Regions from separate parts of the Mus musculus genome. Here region 1 is linked to region 2. The links are chromatin contacts, called in public promoter capture Hi-C maps. All regions are on one chromosome and are shown on one strand. Each heading gives the region's core, a stretch centred on a gene start, on an enhancer-like site or on the middle of the called end of the contact. The rest is flanking DNA. Distances are from core to core; before and after follow the strand shown. Region 1 holds the start of Map1a (microtubule-associated protein 1 A). Region 2 holds the start of Rhov (ras homolog family member V).

What was found. Promoter capture Hi-C pulls out the DNA fragments that hold promoters and counts their contacts.
Region 1: a contact with region 2 is called in a promoter capture Hi-C map of liver, with 4 times the contacts expected there. The contact joins the promoter of Map1a here to the promoter of Rhov in region 2. A contact is called at or near these places in 2 of 39 promoter capture datasets (both in liver) and 1 of 484 Hi-C or Micro-C datasets (B cells).

The regions. Positions count from the first base shown.
Region 1 is chr2:121,287,092-121,290,923 of GRCm38.p6, reverse strand. It overlaps Map1a (microtubule-associated protein 1 A), which reads right to left and starts at 1,322. Exons shown (of 7, transcript NM_032393.2): 1 at 1,052-1,322; 2 at 103-204. The coding sequence starts at 1,289. It also overlaps a transcript of Trp53bp1 not described here.
Region 2 is chr2:119,269,741-119,273,458 of GRCm38.p6, reverse strand. It overlaps Rhov (ras homolog family member V), which reads left to right and starts at 2,233. Exons shown (of 3, transcript NM_145530.2): 1 at 2,233-2,543; 2 at 2,719-2,777; 3 at 2,972-3,718. The coding sequence starts at 2,336. The coding sequence ends at 3,415.

The sequences.
Region 1 (3,832 bases), core at 73-2,572, 2.0 Mb before region 2:
ATCAAAAGTCCCTCCCTTTTTACCTACCCAATCCTCCCATAAGGCCAGTTCTGGCCTGGATACTGGACCCAAAGGACTGAGACAAATAACCCTAGTCCTAACCTTTGACCTCTGAGGAGAAGTGAGCTAGGTGCCGGGTAATGAAGAGTCTCAACTGTTGGTTCAAGTCAAAGGATGATAAGTCAATATTCCAGGAGAGAATCCCTGTAAAAGAAAAGGGGGAAAAAAAATAAGAGGGTTCTAGTCAAAGTCACCCACAGAAAGCATTGCCAAGCTCCTGGGAGAGGAAAGAAATGGGAGGTGATGCCTCCAAGAAGGATAGCTAGTACCTGCTTTTTCCCCTTTCCAGAGGGCAAAGAGCAGAGTTTAGAATGGGCTTACTAATAAATGAGCTTGGAGTTTTTGTTTTTCAAGGCAAAACAGTTACGGTAGAAGTGACACGCAAGGGTCTATTTCCATATACTGTAGGTTTCCATAATGATCCCTCTTGCTAAATCAGATTCTAGATTCTCCTATGCCCCCTCCCTTGCCTCCATCCCCTGCTTCCACCCGCAGGTGGCTCCGCAGCACTGCGCCACAGGCACGGCTGAGGGAGGTGAGCTGCAGAGCCACGAAGGTCACTCTCTAAACTTGGCTGCCAGCATTCAGAGATTTGAGATGTGTACCTCGCGTTCAAAAACCTCCCCTAAAGAAGAAATTGTAAGGTAGGGACATGGACTTTTCAGGGTCTGATGAGGACTTTCGGATATATGGTCCAGTGGCTTCGGGAAAGGGGTGTGACCAGAGGGACCCCAGGGTCTCCACGGAGCTTCTCCTGCTCCTGCTCCGGGACACTGCGGAACAGAATGGGGTATGCAGAAAGGATGGGCAAGCAAGGTGTTGGCAGCTCGAGAGGACAGAGGCACATTCATGGAAGATGCAGGTGACAGGGTCGCAGGTTTCGGGAAGTGCACATAGAGATAGAGGAGACAGAAATGTGCACTGGGAGATGAATGCAGATGGCGGAGAGGCATGGATGGAGTACTGCGTAAAAGCCAGGAGAGCGGCTCACCTTGTTCAAGGTGGGCCCGCACGGCCCTCAGCTGACTCTCTGTACCGATATCGCCGATCACGATGAGCAAGGAGTATTTCCGCAGGTCCCAGCGCGCTGCCGCTACCGCGGCACCGGCCTCGCAAAGAGGCTCCGCCGGGTTCTGAGCTGGCGGTGCACCGAGGCTCTGGAGCCCCAGCTCCGGAGTTGTCTCCATGGCAACGCTGCCAGGCCGCGCGGTCCCGGCTTCGGTCGCCATGGAAACTCCCGCGGAGTGTTAGGCTAGCTGCGTCCGCTGCGGGGAGAGTGCGCGCGGTTCTTAAAGGCCGGCGGCAGGAGCCGTTCATTGGTCACTGCCTTCTAGGGGCGGGGCTGAAGCGCCGCAGGGGCGGGGCGGGGATGCGGTGGTTGTGCCGCTATGGGTGGTGGCTGCAGTCATCCACCTGCAGTTTTCCTGACCAAGTGCCCCTCTCCGACTTGAGCCAGGGTAAGGGTTCTGCGAGACCCAGCCGAGGGCGGAGTCCAAGGCGCGAGAACAACATCCATCTAGTTAGGCTGTGTCTGCGTTGAGCACAGTGTGGGAGGCAGTTCCGCAGCTTCTCTCGAACCTTGGGGAGCCATCTTGCCCTTCGCTGTCTCGGGGTTTCTATCGTGGTCTCCATCTGGCAATTATCGTTGTCTCTATTTTTCCCCCCGCCTCGCTGCATGCCAGGGTCTAGGTTACCAACCTGGGTTTCCCCGTCCTTGCCCCGAGCTCCGGGCGTGGTCAATCAGGCTGCGCAGTATTGGAGGGGACAGGATGACCTTCCTACCCTGAGTCCCTGGAGAGTAGTTATTCCAAGGATAGTGGTTGGCTAGTCTCCATATTTGCTGAGTGCAATGAGCTCAGACTGCAGCAAAGAGTATTTGAGTAAAACCCAGGAAAGACTTCCCAGCTACTAGGGATGTGACACAGTGGATAAATTTAGGAGACCATGTAATTACTGTACAGAACTGAATTAATATTCTCTGTCTTTCCCTCTCCTTCTCTCCATCCCTTCCTTTCCTTCCTCTCCCCTTCTCTTGCTGAACCCCCAACTCCCCATTCTTCAAAGACTCTCCACCACTACAGCTGATCTTACCCTGAGTCATTCTGTTGTGTGCATCAGAGAGAAGGCCTGTGTTTAGGCTCCAGTTATACTTGCTTTTTCTTCCATTTACCTTGCACTTTGGAGATGGTAGAAGAGAAGAAAGGCTACGGAGATGATTCAGTTGGTAAAGTACTTCCCTGGCAAGCAAGTGTTCAGGTTCTCAGAACTGTAAAAAAAAGCCAGGCACAGCGGTGAGCACTTGGAATCGCAGAGATGGTAACTAGGAGGGAGAGACAGATGAATCTCTGGAAGCTCGCAGGCCAGCTATACCATTGAGAGACCCTGGTATCTATAGTACAAAGAAGAAAAGGGTGTCTGAGGGACACCACTCCAGGTTGTCCTCTTGCACTCACATGTGCACACATGAAATCCTACTCCTTAAAAGGATAGAAAAGAGGTAATAGCTGATACCTCAAGCCTGCCAGTGAACCACGTTCTGACTGTTAAGTACCTCACAGAAATCTTAGCCCTATCTTGAAACATACTATACCTAACCATCCAGTCCATACTGTAAGTACTTTGGACATGCCATGAAAATCCTTTCTGTAGCAGAGACAAGAAAACTACTCTCAGGACATCAGATGGTAGGGTGCCTCTTCCCATACACTGCCAGCTGCAAACCCGAATCTGGAAAATGGCATGGGAAAATGTGCAGGCCTTTACTACAATCATAAAGAGTGGCATATGTGGCAGGAAGCCAGAGTGGAGCAAGGGGACAGTTTCCATAGCAACTGTAGAGATGAGCCTTTAGACCAGCAGAGGGTCTCTGTCTAAGGGACAGCAGCAATTAAGTACAGAGTCAGCTTCCATTAAGGCTAGCAGAGGTTAGACAATAGATATAAATGGTACAGGAGGAATCACACTCAGATTAGTCAGTAGGGCCGAAATTTAGGACTCTGATTTTAGATCCTGCTATAATCAAGTCTTAGTAATTAATGGCTGCAAATGCAGACTGTAATGGTGCTAAAAAAAAATCACACATGTGTTCTGTATAACTACGCAGTGGTCCCGTTGCCAAAGGCAGACAAGGTCATAGAAAGATTGGCTCCAGGTATCTCTTATTCATTCTCTTCTGGGTGATGTGTCCATTATAGTCATTACAGTACCAGGGAGTATCTTAAAAGCTAGATGTAGTGGTGGAGTGTGTCCCTTAGTAGATGAGGCAAGAGGATTGCTAAAGTCAAGGCTCGACTGGGCTACATAGTAAAGCCGTAACTCAAACAAGCAAAATTCCATCAACAACAAACAATATTTTTAAGTCTTAAATTATACACATATTTGCACAACGTGCTCTGTAAAGAAAGCTGGAGTGTGTGCATGTATGCTCCAGATTTTCTTTTTCTTTTTTTTTTCTTTTTTTTTTTTTTCTCTCTTTTGAACAGGGTCTCCCTGGCTGACTGGAATGGAACTTACTATGTAGACCAGGCTGCGCTTGAACTCAGAGATTTACCTGTCTCTGCCTTCCAAGTGCTTAAATTAAAGGCATGCTCCAAAATACTTGGACAGATATTAATTAATTTTTGTCTGTCTGTGCCTCTGTTGTATATGAGCACGCGTGTTTCGGTAGCCATGGAGGCTGAAAGAAGTGGCATTGCAGGAGGTTGTAAGATGCCCAGTGTAGCCGGGCAGTGGTGGCGCACGCCTTTAATTCCAGCACTCGGGAGGCAGAGGC
Region 2 (3,718 bases), core at 984-3,483:
AGATTTAGGTCTTGCTGGGAGTAGAACCCAGATCTTGCTTTGTTTTATAGCAAACCTGCTGCCTCAGCCTCCCAAGTGCTGGGATTACAGATGAGTGCCACCATGTCAGGCTAGATATCTAGTGTACTAGATACCTCTTTACTGTTCACTGCCTCTCCCCTTTGTCTTCCTGCCTGTGGGAACGTGTCTCTGAGATCTTTGTGCAGACTGAGATGACGGCTACTTCTAGAGTCAGAGAAAGGATCCTCAGCCTGTGTCACTTGTTCTGGCTACAGTAGAGACTGAATTAGTATCTGGCTACTCTCTCCTTTGCTCTCTAGTTGACCTTCCTAAGGCTGAGTGTGTGAGCTCCTTAAAGGGTGAGGACAGTAAGTGGCCCAGAAAGAGCATCTGCAAATGGATAGTAATGATGGGCTTTTATGGTAGTGATAAGATTAGGGACTGGCCTGCAGAGATGGCTCAGTAGTTAAAGATGCATGCTGCCCTTGTAGAGGACCTGAGTTCTGTTCCTAGCACTCAGCAGGCAGCTGCATAGCTCTATGTAACTCAAGCTTCAGGGGGTCCCAGGCTCTTTTTGGTCTCGTCAGCACTGTACTCACAGGCACATATTCATGCCCATGTAAGATACACTTCATTACAAGTAAAATCATTACTTAAAAAGGACAATAGTAGGTATTTGGGGAATTTATAAATATTCAAATGTATGGTATGGGTACTGAAGAAATGTCCCAGCAGTTAAGAACACTTGTTGCTCTTGCAGAGGACATGAGTTTGGTTCCAAGTACTTTATAACTGCTAACAACCTTTTGTAACTCCAGTTCCAGGGAATCTGACATTCTATTCTGGTCTTCTTGGGTACTGCATACATGTGGTACATAGACATACATGCAGACAAGACACCTATACACATAAAAATAAGTCTTTAAAAATATTCAAAATAGGGCTGGTGAGATGGCTCAGTGGGTAAGAGCATCCGACTGCTCTTCCAAAGGTCCGGAGTTCAAATCCCAGCAACCACATGGTGGCTCACAACCATCCGTAACGAGATCTGACTCCCTCTTCTGGAGTGTCTGAGGACAGCTACAGTGTACTTATGTATAATAAATAAATAAATAAATAAATAAATAAATAAATAAATAAATAAATAAATCTTTAAAAAAATATTCAAAATATATTTGATAATGACAGTATAAAATCCATTGTGAAGTTCCACACCTTTTGTCTGAATGGCTATTCTATCTGTATAGAAGTTCATTGGCCATCGGTCATCTCTCCAGCCCATTTATATGTGTGTGTGTGTTGTGTGTGTATACGTGTGTGTGTGTGTGTGTGTGTGTGTGTGTAGCTAGACATTACATAGGGCTCGACAGGCACTCTACCATAGATGACATCACCAGCCCCTATAATATATGTATGTGTATATATTTTTGTTTCTTTGTTTTGAGACAGAGTTTCACTCTAGTCCTAACTGGCCTAGAACTTACTATGTAGACCAAGTTGGCCTCAAACACACAAGATCCTTATGCCTCTCTCTGCTCCTCCCTCTGTTCCTGCCACCCCAGTGCTGGGAATAAAGATGTGGACCAGCCCCATGCCATGGTATTTGTTTATTTGAGACAGGGTCTCACATTATAGTCCATCTGACTCTGTATCACAGAAGATGGCCTTGAACTTGTGATCCTTCTAGGGTGCTGGGGTTAGAGGAATGCACCGCCAAGCCAGTACTAGGATCAGACCCAGGACTTTATATGCTAGGCAAGCACTCTGAGCTACATTCTCAGCTTCAATCTCAGTATATTAACAAAATAGTTTATTAGTAAAATTACTATTCTGATGTTTAGTACTTGTACATATATATATATATATATATATATATATGTATATATATACATATATATATATGTGTGTGTGTGTGTGTGTGTGTTACTAACTTAGAAGAGATGAATGTGATGTGTTTAATTTGAACATGCAGTATTATGGATTCTGTAGCTGCATCTTCCTACTAACAATAAATTGTGGATTTACCAAAATATCATATGCCCGGTCTTTGTCCTTGTACCTTCGTGGAGCCTGGTTTTCATATTCCTTTCTTTTCTGGATGCTTGGTTTTTTTTCTGGGTGTTCTGCAGAGGGAGGCTCCAGGTCGGTGGGCGGGGTCCGGGGCACTAGGGACATGCAGATGAGGTGGGCGGGACCCAACTTATATACCTTCTGTCAGCCTCTAGCGGGCGTGCCCAGCTTGGACAGATTGTCAGCGTCCGGCTGCGGAACCTGCTTCCCCGAGTGCCGCGGAGCCTGGTCCGGGCTGGCCCCTCTGCTACCCCAGGAGCGGACCATGCCGCCGCGGGAGCTAAGCGAGGCCGAGCCACCGCCTCTCCCGGCCTCGACCCCTCCTCCGCGGCGGCGCAGCGCCCCTCCGGAGCTGGGCATCAAATGCGTGCTGGTGGGCGATGGCGCGGTGGGCAAGAGCAGCCTCATCGTCAGCTACACCTGCAATGGGTACCCCGCGCGCTATCGGCCTACAGCACTAGACACCTTCTCCGGTATGTTCTATAGCCCCGGGGCCCCTGAGGATGGGAAGGGTTGTGCATTCAGTAGCCTGCTGGCGGGAGGGTACGGAAGACCCCGGGAGCAGGCCCGGAGGTGGCGCTGGTGAGGCCTGCAGGAGGGACGAGGATGCTGTGCCTAAGTCATGCTTTCCCCTCCCCACCTCTGCAGTGCAAGTCCTGGTCGATGGAGCCCCTGTGCGAATCGAGCTTTGGGACACCGCAGGGCAGGTGAGAACCTGGGTGTAGCCTTCCTTGGGCAAGGGGTTGGAGAGGGTTGGAGGCTGGGAGGATCCCTGCGTGGAGTGGGAATGGAATAGGCTTTGGGCTTTAGCACTTTTAGGTCTCCACCCCCAAGGGAGAAGCAGATTCTGGTTCCAATGTGGAGGGAATGATGTTGCTAACAACTAGCCTTGCCACCCCAGGAGGACTTTGACCGGCTTCGTTCTCTCTGCTACCCGGACACCGATGTCTTTCTGGCTTGCTTCAGCGTGGTGCAGCCCAGCTCCTTCCAAAACATAACAGAAAAATGGCTGCCTGAGATCCGCACTCACAACCCCCAAGCACCCGTGTTGCTGGTGGGCACTCAGGCTGACCTAAGGGACGATGTCAATGTACTAATTCAGTTGGACCAAGGAGGCCGGGAGGGCCCAGTACCACAACCCCAAGCCCAGGGTCTGGCTGAGAAGATCCGCGCCTGCTGCTACCTTGAGTGCTCGGCCTTGACGCAGAAGAACTTGAAGGAGGTGTTCGACTCGGCCATTCTCAGTGCGATTGAGCACAAAGCCCGTCTGGAGAAGAAACTGAACGCAAAAGGTGTGCGCACGCTGTCTCGCTGTCGCTGGAAGAAGTTCTTCTGCTTTGTGTGAGCAGCTATGGCAAGAGATAGGCGGGTGGCCTGAGACTTCTGGACCCCGAGACATCGGGTACTGGCAGGGCCTGGCCAACCCCTGGAACTCAGTTCTCTATTGAACACAGGGCACATGGGCCTCAAAGCTGTACACCCTGGTGAGCCAGGGTGAGCTCTGTCTGTGCAGGGGCTGCCCCATTTGGATTTCTTTGGTCAAGACTCACAGGAAAATCCCAGCACTTTGATTTTCATGGGATAGCGCCATCAGCGTCAGTGCTGCTGAGCAGCTTGGGATGTAATTCTCAGTTTCTTATCCTGGGGC